Regions from separate parts of the Zea mays genome. Here region 1 is linked to region 2. A link is a contact called in public Hi-C data. All regions are on one chromosome and are shown on one strand. The core of a region is the stretch at or near the end of the contact, and the rest is flanking DNA. Distances in the headings are between cores, read along the strand shown.

What was found. A called contact is a pair of places that touch in the nucleus more often than the background predicts.
Region 1: a contact with region 2 is called in a Hi-C map of ear, with 2.4 times the contacts expected there. The contact joins the promoter of LOC100502532 here to the enhancer-like site in region 2. A contact is called at or near these places in 2 of 25 Hi-C or Micro-C datasets (ear and tassel).

What each region holds. Positions count from the first base shown.
Region 1 is chr9:112,541,842-112,547,552 of Zm-B73-REFERENCE-NAM-5.0, forward strand. LOC100502532 (chloride channel protein) reads left to right here and starts at 2,407. Exons shown (of 4, transcript NM_001398833.1): 1 at 2,407-3,142; 2 at 3,280-3,658; 3 at 3,768-5,435; 4 at 5,544-5,711. The coding sequence starts at 2,883. The coding sequence ends at 5,642.
Region 2 is chr9:112,283,715-112,290,040 of Zm-B73-REFERENCE-NAM-5.0, forward strand. No RefSeq gene overlaps it. Among protein-coding and RNA genes, the nearest start is that of LOC100284498, 16 kb to the left of the region's middle. Within about 2 kb of position 2,042, at least 13 of the 20 cell types and tissues checked have an H3K27ac peak or open chromatin away from gene starts, as enhancers often do. A contact at or near this core is called in ear and tassel, where this site is marked.

The DNA.
Region 1 (5,711 bases), core at 1,157-3,656, 260 kb after region 2:
CTAAGTCTAAATCACCCTCTCATTGAAAAGAGCAATTGCATGCAAGGAGAACTTCCCTCTTCATCACGATTAATTTGTGTAGTGTAATAACCTCTAATTGGGATCATGTTTTGTTTTGTGTTAAATTTTATGTTTCACTATTCAACCCCCTCTAGTCGACTATCAGAAGACAACTAGGCTAGCCACCAAAACCGACTAGGTCGAGTACCACGATGACAAAGTCAATTAGGCCAACCTCCAAATGTAGTAAGGCTAGATTCCCAAAGTCAACCAGGCCAACTTCCTCTGCCATGGCGACTATAGTGGCCAGTCTAGTTGTGAAACCCCGACCTAGTGGTTTTCAAACCAATTCATTTTAAGTTGATTTTTAGAATTGGAAACGTACCCAACACATTTTAGAGTTATTTTTTACTGGGATAAGACCACATGAGTGAACCACGCTCGATTGAGGTACCCAGCATCCAATCGATCAAAATACATATACTATCTCTTTTATCCCTTTGTTTACCTCTATCTTGTTTTTCATTGCATCTCTCAATGAGTTTTGACAGTGCTCTAAGTGGCTTGCCAATCCTAGGACAACGTTCACGTGCTTCTTCCCAACGGGACTTTCCAAGAGGTGTTGGAGAGTCTACCAGCAAAGAATAGGATCAACATCGGACTGATATCAGTTTTGACATTCTTCATTGTGTTCAAGATGGTATGTGTCCGCGGACATGCTAGCCCTTGCAATATGTGATCCGAATATCTTTAAGCATCAAAAGTGGAGCTAATTATTTTTGCCCTATTTAACTACTTTTATGTTATTGTCATGATTTTTTAAAATGATTAGATTGAGTGAGTGAAGATTATATATATATATATATATATATATATATATATATATATATATATATATATATATATATGGCTAATATTAATTTTGTTCCCCTTTTTGGTTCTTCGGCTATCTTTTGTACTCTGACATAAATGTTTATTTGGTTGTTACATATACCTTTATTATGTGCATGTATGATTGTTGCTGGTTTGAATGGTCCCCTTATGTTGAAAATTTAGCTCTGTGGTATTTCCAAAACAAATAGAGTCCAATTAGAATATGAATGATATCAGAATCTATCTACTACCAATGGAAATATGCACTGTTAAGTGCACCTTGACACCTAACAGAAAATAGGGGAAGTGAGGGATGAAAAACAAATATTTATTTTGGAGATTAATTTTTTCGGTTTTTGTTATTACATATATGCAAATTTGTATTCTTGTATTTAGCATTGAGCTTGTAAAGATTTATAAAAGATAAACCACAAATTTGTCATATATCCTATCAAATGATAGATATAAAATTTGGATATAGATACAGATTTAGGTATTTTCACTTTTTTTGTTGTAGCAGGGAGCAAATAATGCATGAAACAATTTATACAAAATTTTATTCTTATTTGTAGCTTGGTAACATAGGAAAAGATAAGCATTAAATTTTATATATATCTATTTTATAAAATACTAAATTTGTCATAACAATTTAGACATGACAGAGGCCTATATTTTCTGGACAGACGCTGAGAACAAAACCCTTAACAAAAGCGCACGTACGCATCACATCTTGTTTTGTTTTCTTAAGCGACCGGAGGGTGGAGTCACTCCGAGCCTGCTGGATGTTATTCAAAAGGAAAAAAGAAAAGATGTGTGCATTACATCACCATGTTCGCCACCCAAGAAACCATAACCGAATGCAACTTGTGCATTAGAAGATTGGATCAGTAACTTTCTACGGATATATGATATCCCAACCTACGAATCATAGTCCGGTGCAGCCTCGCCCCGTTCTTATCTCCACTGGATCACTGGACTGGACTGTAAGCATCGCATACACGTATCGGCATATCGCGATCCAAATGCTTCTTCACAAAATGGTAGGTGCCTAAATAAATTTTAGTTAAAAATGAATAAAAATAAGGTCTAATCCTAATCTGATATAATCATTAAATCTTATATTGTAAAATTTAGAGCTCATTATCACCTCTAGTCATATCTCATTTCCCCCTTTTAAGGACTATTATATATGATCTCCTATGAGTTGGCTTAAATCATAGTATTGAAGTTGCCTTTGTTTGTTCGTGGTTCATCGAACTAGGAATGCAAGTGGGCAAGTGCCAAGGAACTGAGCCCATCCAGGTTCATGATCAACTGGTACTTTCCTTGCTCTCTCTCAGGGAAAAAAAACCACAGTCCGCCAGTCCATCCATAGACCATAGTCCAAAAGGCAAGGTGAGGTTGCACCTTGAGGTCGTTCTATCAATAATCAATCCATCCATAGAGGCAAGGTGAGGTTGCCAAGGGGGCAAGTGCGTGGTCACAAAAGTGAGACACCGGATGAGCTTGCTGTGTCCATTGCACTCTTCACCTGAAGTGCGAGCTGTGAACCTTGGTGACCTCCCAAGAGGCACCTCACCCCCTCAAGGCAGGGATCACATGTATTAAATTTCAAAAAAAAACTCTATTATTGGTGCCAACTGTGCTGAATTTTCTTCATCACGTAAACAAAGCACATTCTGAAAGCAAAATGTTCATGTGAGGGCTAGGACTCGGCAAGTTTAGAAATTTTCAAGCAAAAGACGCGAGAGAAGGCCAAATTCTTTTGGCCTATATGAAGTTGAGGTGTCTGAAACGAGAGATCTCATTCTCATCACTCATCAGGCTGCCTCTGTCAATGGGTCACCACTCATCCAAGCCCCCCCATCCTTGCAAGTTGTCGGTCCAGCCAGCCACATAGAGACATATAATCACATAGATAAGGCGAATTCCACGGTCCCATCCAATTGCTTGCTTCAGACTTCAGAGGCTAGAGGCAATAGTTCTCTCTCCCGGTCCCGGGGAAAGCCATGGAGGAAGAGCAGAGCCCAAGGCTGGGCCGGGATCCGGCGACCGAGCCCAGTCCTGCGCCGGAATGGCCGGATTCGGACAGCAAGAACGACGACAGTGCGAACGACCCGGAGGACCCTGCCGGCGGCAGCGGCAGCGGCAGCGGCAACGGCATCAGCTCCTTGGAGCAGCCGCTGCTCAAGCGGAGCACCACCCTGACGGCCAGCCACCTGGCCATCGTCGGCGCCAAGGTCTCCCACATCGAGAGCCTCGACTACGAGTGAGCATTCCATCTTAGCTTGTTACTACTAATACCTCCATGCTTGTCATCGTGGCTGATGATGAAGTGCGGCTGGCTCTGCTCTTGCGTCCCAAAATTGAATTGCTCTGTCTGTCTGTTCTGTTCTTGGCACGCAGGATCATCGAGAACGACCTGTTCAAGCACGACTGGCGGAGCCGCTCCAACGTCGAGGTGCTTCAGTACATCTTCCTCAAGTGGGCCATGGCGTTCCTCGTCGGCCTCCTCACCGGCGTCATCGCGTCCCTCATCAACCTCGCCATCGAGAACATCTCCGGCCTCAAGATGCTCCAGATGGTCAACCTCGTCCGCGGGAAGCGCTACTGGGCGGGCTTCCTCTACTTCGCCGGCGTCAACTTCGCGCTCACCTTCGTCGCCGCGGTGCTCTGCGTCGTCTTCGCCCCCACCGCCGCTGGCCCTGGCATCCCCGAGATCAAGGCTTATCTCAACGGCGTCGACACGCCCAACATGTTCGGCGCGCCGCAGCTCATCGTCAAGGTCAAGCCGCTTTTCTCTCTTTTTTTTTTTTGGTTGGGGCCTTGGGGCTTTTCTGAAAAAGAAAAGAAACGGTTCCGTTCCTTGTCTCGTGCTGTCTGTGTGCCTGCAGATCATCGGCAGCATCGGCGCCGTGTCGTCGGGGATGGATCTCGGCAAGGAGGGCCCGCTGGTGCACATCGGCGCGTGCCTGGCCAACCTGCTCAGCCAGGGCGGCGAGGGCCGGTGGCGCCTGCGCTGGCGGTGGCTGCGCTACTTCAACAACGACCGCGACCGCCGGGACCTGATCACGTGCGGCGCGTCGTCCGGGGTGTGCGCGGCGTTCCGCGCGCCCGTCGGCGGCGTGCTGTTCGCGCTGGAGGAGGTGGCGACGTGGTGGCGCAGCGCGCTGCTTTGGCGCACCTTCTTCAGCACGGCCACCGTCGTGGTGGTGCTGCGCGGCTTCATCGAGGTGTGCAGGGACGGGCGCTGCGGCATGTTCGGCGAGGGCGGGCTCATCCTCTTCGACGTCAGTGACGTCACCGTCCGCTACCACGTCGGCGACCTCCTCCCCGTCACGCTCGTCGGCGTCCTCGGCGGGGTCCTGGGGGCACTCTACAACCACGTCCTCCACCAGGTGCTCCGGCTGTACAACCTGATCAACGCCAAGGGCCGGCTGGCGAAGCTGGCGCTCGCCCTCGCGGTGTCCGTGTTCACGTCGGCGGGGCTGTACCTCCTGCCGTTCGCTGTGCCGTGCACGCCGTGCGACCCGGCGTTCGGCGACGCGTGCCCGACGGTGGGCAAGTCCGGCAACTTCAAGCAGTTCAACTGCCCCACCGGCTACTACAACGACCTGGCGTCGCTGCTCCACGCCACCAACGTGGACGCCACGCGCAACATCTTCTCCACGGGCACCGCCGGCGAATTCAGGCTCGACTCGCTGCTCATCTTCTTCGGCATCTACTGCGTGCTGGGGCTCTTCACCTTCGGCATCGCTGTGCCGTCGGGGCTCTTCCTGCCCATCATCCTCATGGGCTCCGCCTACGGCCGCATCCTGGCGCTCGTGCTCGCGCGCTTCGTGAGGATCGACCACGGCCTCTACGCCGTGCTCGGCGCCGCCGCGCTCATGTCGGGCTCCATGAGGATGACCGTCTCGCTGTGCGTCATCTTCCTCGAGCTCACCAACAACCTCCTCCTGCTCCCCATCACCATGTTCGTGCTGCTCATCGCCAAGACGGTGGGCGACGCTTTCAACCCCAGCATCTACGAGATCATCCTCGACCTCAAGGGCCTGCCGTTCCTTGAGCCCAAGCCGGAAACGTGGATGAAGGACCTCGCAGTCGGCGAGCTCGCGGCCGCCAAGCCGCGGGTCGTCACGCTGCAGGTGATCGAGAAGGTGTCCACCGTCGTGGAGGTGCTGAGGTCCACGCCGCACAACGGGTTCCCCGTGCTGGACTGGCCGCGGCCAGGCGTATCGGAGCTCCACGGGCTGGTGCTCCGGTCCCACCTGATGGCCGTGCTCAAGAAGCGGTGGTTCCTGACGGACAAGAGGAGGACGGAGGAATGGGAGGCCCGTGAGAGGTTCTCGTCGACGGAGCTCGCGGAGAAGTCCGGGAGTATCGACGAGGTGGCGGTGCAGCTGACGCCGGAGGAGCTGGACATGTACATTGACCTCCACCCGTTCACCAACACCACGCCGTACACCGTCGTGGAGACCATGTCGGTGGCCAAGGCCGTGGTGCTCTTCCGCACCTGCGCGCTCCGGCACATGCTTATCATCCCAAAGTTCCAAGGGCCTGAGGTCCGTGCAACATCTTGTCACCTTTTCTTCAAGTCCAAGTACTGTTCTTTTGGAAAATTTCAAATGTATGTACTCTTCCTAACAAATTGGTGATCAATTTGTCTTCAGATAGCTCCAATCGTGGGGATCCTAACGAGGCAGGACCTGAGGGCACACAACATCCTTGGTGCATTCCCTCATTTGGCAAACAAAAGGAAAGTACACTAAGCTCTGTCGCGCCATTTTTGGTAAATTTAATGTTCTCTGCATCCAAAGAAAAAGGTCCAGCTGTTTTGT
Region 2 (6,326 bases), core at 792-3,291:
AGGCTGCCTAGATTATATAATCCCACTTATTTTAAATGAACACTTGGTTCAAAAAAGGATCTCTTTGGTTTCTTTAGTTCAGGAAATAAAATTTAGTCACTACTATATTTGGTTGTATGGACTAAAAATATTAAGAGCACATTAAATAAATCATAAGAAGATCAAAATAGCTCTTAGCATTCTCCCACAATTAGTGTAAATGAAATAAATGATAGCCAAAAAGTGAAATTAATATAGTTTAGTTTATTTTAGTCACTCCGGGACTAAAGACAAATAATTTAGTCTCTATTTTAGTCCCACCGTTTTACAATTTAGAAACTAAATGAGACGTAAAATAAAGGCACTAATCTTTATTCTTTCAAATCAAACGGAAGTGAAATTATATAATCTCGCAGATTATAATCTCAAATGAAGACTCTCATAGTGCAGTCGCTGTAGGGTATTTAAGCTCGACTGGGCATTGCCGCAACCTTGCCGCCGCGCGCTGCCGTAAACACTAGGCCGAGAAGGTGTGTGTCCGTGGCTCCGCCGCGCGTGCATGTGCATCGAGGTATATTAATCACGGTCAGCGGTTGAGTTGGCCGGGGCACGTCAGCAGATGGCAACGGAGAAAATAAGCGAACGATGGCTTAGTTGTGACCATGATTCCATGAAAGGGATAATACACATACACATATGCCACTCTCGTCGACTATGAAAGAGCAAAAATGCACGATAGAGAAAAAAATGAGTGTACTAGTTTAGAAGAAGAACAGATCTAGCATGAGAGTTTTTATTTGGTAATCTAACTAATCTATACCACTATATAACAATCCACCGGTATAAACTTCGCAAAACCCAACCAACCAAATCACCCTCGCATCTATGACCTCTAATAAACGTACCAAACAAATTACACTCAGACTTAACACACCATCAAAACTAACAATTCAGATTGTTGGATAACCTACTCTCTTTTACTCATCCAACTTCAATAGATAATATTATTTGGATCATCCTTCATCTCCCCTTCCCCACGACCCCTCATCCTCCCCTAACTCACGTTGCCACCACCGTTGACCCCTCCCTCCTCAAAATCATAATGTTAGCACATCATATATGCTAGTGTTAGATAAAACATCATATCCTTCTACTTAACTCATCCTCCTCCCAAATCAATCTCGCCCCCTCCCTCTGTCGCTGCAAGTATCACCGAAACATGGTACAATAATACCATGTTGCATATCCTTGGAACATCGTTCCCGTTCTAAGAATGTGGGAACAAAAATCATGTCCTCGACTCCTCATAGTAGGAGAATGTCCATTAAAAAGCGTACTATGCTCCTTGATTGCCGCTCTCCATGACCCAATCATACCTAGACAATGGCGGACCTAGCATTTTTATATAGGGTATGCCGCAACAAATTTTTCGTATGCAGCAGTCAAAACCTCAACTTATAATAAAAAGGGATTAATGTTATATGAAGCATGAGCATCAGAAGAGACCCTTGCATATTTGCATCCACATATGAACGTGAAAGAATGATTTTGCAGCACTAGCTCTCCAATTCTCTCATTAAATTCTAACCACCAACTAAGCAATGTGTGCTACAGACTTGCACATAAATTTCAACTCTATCAAATACATTTTGATTCTCAATTTTTAGAATCTCACCACATTATCCAATAGTAATAAACTTCACCCCACTTCTGCTACAATTGTAGCACTGGTTGGCTCATCATGTATCTAACCACATAGAGACCACAACGACGAAGTAGCATAGGAGGCGTGAGTTGAGAAATGCTCACCTGGAAGGCCGGTGTCGTGGGCGACAGTAGCGGGCCACCGACCGTCGTGTAGACGAGGCCATAGGGAGGTGACCATAATGAATGCAGATGGGGAGCCGAGAATAGGGAGTGCAACGAGTCACAGCGTCATGGCGCCTGACGCATGGCACCAACCACGATTTGATGCCCGGCGACTGACTGGCTGTGATGAATGCTAGGACGACAGCGGCGACGCAAGCTCTGGTCAAGTGCGGGGCTGAAATAGGGGCAGATCTTGGTGGGCTGGGTGGTTGCCTTAGGGTGTGCCACGGCCCACCTAAAACCCCCTGTGAACAGGGTCCGTCCATGTCACCGTAAATTTGAACTTGAAGCATGCACATTATTTTAGGGATTAGAAAGAAAGATAGACTAGTCGTAGGACCCCATCTAGTTCATTTCAACGTGTCTTAGTTTATCTACTAAATTGCCCCGAAAAGAACATTAACTCCTATCAAGTTCATGGCGGGTCCTATCAGAATCTTATCAAGTTCAACTCTCGTCTAGTTTCTTCCACCATAGACACACTAATGTCCTAAGACTATTTTAGCAGATCCTCAGTCACATTCCTTATCTCATCCTCTATTTCAAACTTGTCTCTGCAAACAACGCCATCTACAGTTCCGCACCTCTATTTTACACACTTTACTTGAGACAGTCTAACATTCCTTCTCCAAACCGATACATGACCTAAATTGCACAACCACTAGTACAAACAAGCTCTATAGTGATGGTTGTTAACCTATTTTCACTGGCGTTTCTTAACCCGTCGGTGCTAAGTGACAGTAGAAATCATCATTTTTACAAGCGGGTAACTGAGGACCGCCAGTGAAAATCAATTTTCACTGGCGGTTGAGTTAGAAAACCGCCAGTGAAAATCAATTTCCACTGACGGTCGACGTAATAAAACTTTTAGTAAAAATTATTTTCAGAAACATTAAACGGGTTTTTAAAAAAACAAAAAAAATATTTAAGGGGATGTGAGTATTGCAAGTCATGACATTTTTTGCGCAAAATTTGCACGCTACGCGGCAGTTGTTAGGAATCAAACCACCAACCTCGCCCTGCACGTACTCTCCACTACCACTCCGCCTATGACATGCTTTATGGCTAATTTGTAGTATTTTTGTCCACATATTATAAACAACTGAGTGTAAATTGCTTGTTTAAGACCGTTACGAATTCAAATAAAAAGTTGTCAACTACAAAGTTCAATAACTTTTGAAGTTCTACAACTTTCATATTGTCGGCGTTTCGACCCCGAGGGGTCCCTGGACCGACGAGTAAATTTGTCGCTGCGTGCCCCTGCCCAGATGGGTTGGCGCGAGATGGAACACAAGGGGAAAGCGTGGCTCGTATTATCTCGCACCAGGGGGTGTGCTCGTAGTAGGGGTTACAAGCGTTCGCGAGAGAGAGAGTGAGCCTGTTCGTTAGATCGTTCCCCCGCGCGACCCTCTCGCATGAAGGCCCTGGACCTCCCTTTTATAGATGCAAGGAGAGGGTCCAGGTGTACAATGGGGGGTGTGGCTAGGCGCTAACGTGTCTGGCAGAGAGGTGCCTGAGCCCTGTGTACATGCCAACGTGGCTGTCGGAGAGGTGCTAGAGCCCTGTGTACGCGGTAACGTGGCTGTCGGAGAAGTGCTTGAGCCCTGTAGAAGCACAGCTGTCGGTGCTGCTGGGATCTTGCTGACGTCTCATTGCTTTCGTAGGGGGCTGAGAACCACCGTCGTCATGGACGCATGCGGGGAGCCATCATTACTTGTTACCGGGGCGAGCCAGATGGGACGCCGGTCTTGTTCCCCCGTAGCCTGAGCTAGCTAGGGGTAGGGTAATGATGTATCCCCCGTGACGCGGTCGGTCCGAGCCCAAGGTCGGGCGAGGCGGAGACTCCTCCTGAGGCCGAGGCCGGGGTCGGGCGAGGCGGAGACCACCTTCCGAGGCCGAGGTTGAGGCCGAGCCCTGGGGTCGGGCGAGGCGGAGACCACCTTCCGATGCCGAGGTTGAGGTCGAGCCCTGGGGTCGGGCGAGGCGGAGACCTCCTTCCGAGGCCGAGGCCTAAGGTCGGGCGAGGCGGAGTTTCCTGTTGCGCCCGAGGCTGAACTTGGCTGTTGTCAGCCTCACCCTGGTGGGTGGCACAACAGTCGGAGCGGGGCGAGCGGTGCTATTTTCCTGTCAGGTCGGTCAGTGAAAGGGCGAAGTGACTGCGGTCACTTCGACCTTGCCAACTGAGGCACGTGTGTCAGGATAAGGTGTCAGGCGATCCTCGCATTGAATGTGCCTGCGATACAGTCGGTTGGTGAGGCGATTTGGCCAAGGTTGCTTCACAACGAAGCCTGCCCGAGCTAGTCTTTGGGCGAGTCGAGGGTGCACCCGTTGCTTGAGGAGGCCCTCGGGCGAGGCGTGAATTCGTCCGGGACTACCGTTCCCGCCCGAGGCCGGGCTCGGGCGAGGCGAGATCGCGTCCCTTGGTAGACGAGGCCTTGACCTGAACCGCGCCCATCAGTCTTTGCGGTTTGTGCTGATGGTGGTTACCAGCCGTGTTTAGGAGTGTTGGGGGTACCCCTAATTACGGTACCCGACAGTAGCCCCCGAGCCTCAAAGGGAGTGTTGGTACTCGCTTGGAGGCTTTGCCGCACTTTTTTGCGAGGGGACCGGCCTTTCTCGGTTACACTTTGTTCCGGTGGGTGCGCGCGAGCGCACCCGCCGGGTGTAGCCCCCGAGGCCTCGGAGGAGTGGTTTGACTCCTCTGAGGTCTTAATGCCTTTCGTGACGCCTCGGCCGGCCTGGTTGTTCCCTCATGTGGCCTGGCCGTAGCCCAGGTGTGTGGGGGATAGATATCCCCCGGGTCCACTAAAAGAGTAAAAGACCTCACGAAAGGCCCAAGGGCCCAATAAATCGTAAGGTCATTCTTTCGTGGGCCTGGGGAGGGACGACCAGCAAAGTAGATCGGCATGGGGCCGGATTGGTGCAAACCCGGACGACCCACAACGTCGAGCGAGCGACCACAACAGAGATCCGACTTTCCCGCGCTGGAGCCCCCATGCAACGGAGCCATGCGAGGATAAGTCGGCAGAACTATAGGGAGATAAACTCAAACAGTTCACTATCTTTTAGTTACGCGTTGTTATCAAATCCACGTGTATTGCCCCACAGTCGAGTATATAAGGCCTAGGGGGCACCCCTTCAGAACGATCGACCCTATTACTGAGCCACCCACTCCAACTCTCCGCATTCAAAACTCAGAGAGCTCTCTTGTAACCTCATTCACCAAGCATACTCACCAGGACGTAGGGTGTTACGCATCTCTAAGCGGCCCGAACCTGTAAACCTTGTCCACTGTCCCTCGTGCGATTGGCACGAACCATTTTGCTACAGTCGTCGACACCGTCCTACTCCTAAAAACACCTTGAGGGGCAACCCCGGGTGTGCGGTCAGACCCAAAACACCGACAGCTGGCGCGCCAGGTAGGGGGTGTGTCGACGATCCAAGCTAGCTCAATGGCCGTCACCTTCTACAGCAAGATCACCCTTCGTCCCGGATCCGTATTCTGCTTCGGAACGATCTCATCCGTAGCAGATGAAAAGGGAACTCTACACCGTATTGCGGATCCGCCGGAAAAGAAGTCTCCTCCAACAAACTCCGAAAATGTCGGAGAAGCGCAACCCCGAGCTCTCCGGAAAAAGATCGTCTCCGGAAAGTCGGGAGCCGAGGGCCCGCTGACCCGGAGAACTCCACTGTCTACTTCCCCGACAAGAGAATGGACACAGATCGCGGGGAAGAAGGAAACCAAGGGGAAGCAAGTTGTTCTTTCCGTTCCTCCGCCCTCAAAGGAGAACGGAAAGAAGGTCGCCACGACAGCAGCACCATTCTATCCCGACGTCCTCTTCATCGGGAGAGCGGAGTCGCCCACAGTCTCCGACGACGAGCCGACCGCACCTGGAGAAGAACCGCCTCAACGAGAATCCCGCCGACGGAGGAACCGGCGCAGGAACGTTCGACGACATCACGCGGCCGGAGAACGGGATCCGGAGCAACCTGTCTCGCGAGACGAGGTCTCGGAGATAGGAGAAACTCCGGAGGAACGCGTCTTCAGAGAACGAAGGAACTCCCGACGATGTGATCGCCGCCGGGCTCAGGAACAAGCCGAGCAAGACACAAGGCAACGCCGGGAGAATCCATTCTTCGGGCGCAACCTGAACCCCGACTTCGCCCGAGCCATGAACACGCCGAGCGAAGTCGGAGGAGTACTAGCTCGGATAGCTGATGGACTCCCTCGGACTCCCGACGCCGAGGGCTACCGACGACTGTTCACCCAGGCGGCCAACCATCTTCTACCGCTTGCCCACCCGCCGAACGATCTACGACACGCCATCAACAGTCGCCGAGACGCGCGAAGCTCCATCAATGCTTCGCGTGAACGGCGGCATGAGAACGAGATCCGCCGCCGGGAGGAGTACGACAGGGATCATGGCATCCCAGCTCAGAGCCAGGCCACCAGAACTGAGTCGGCAACAGCCTCAACT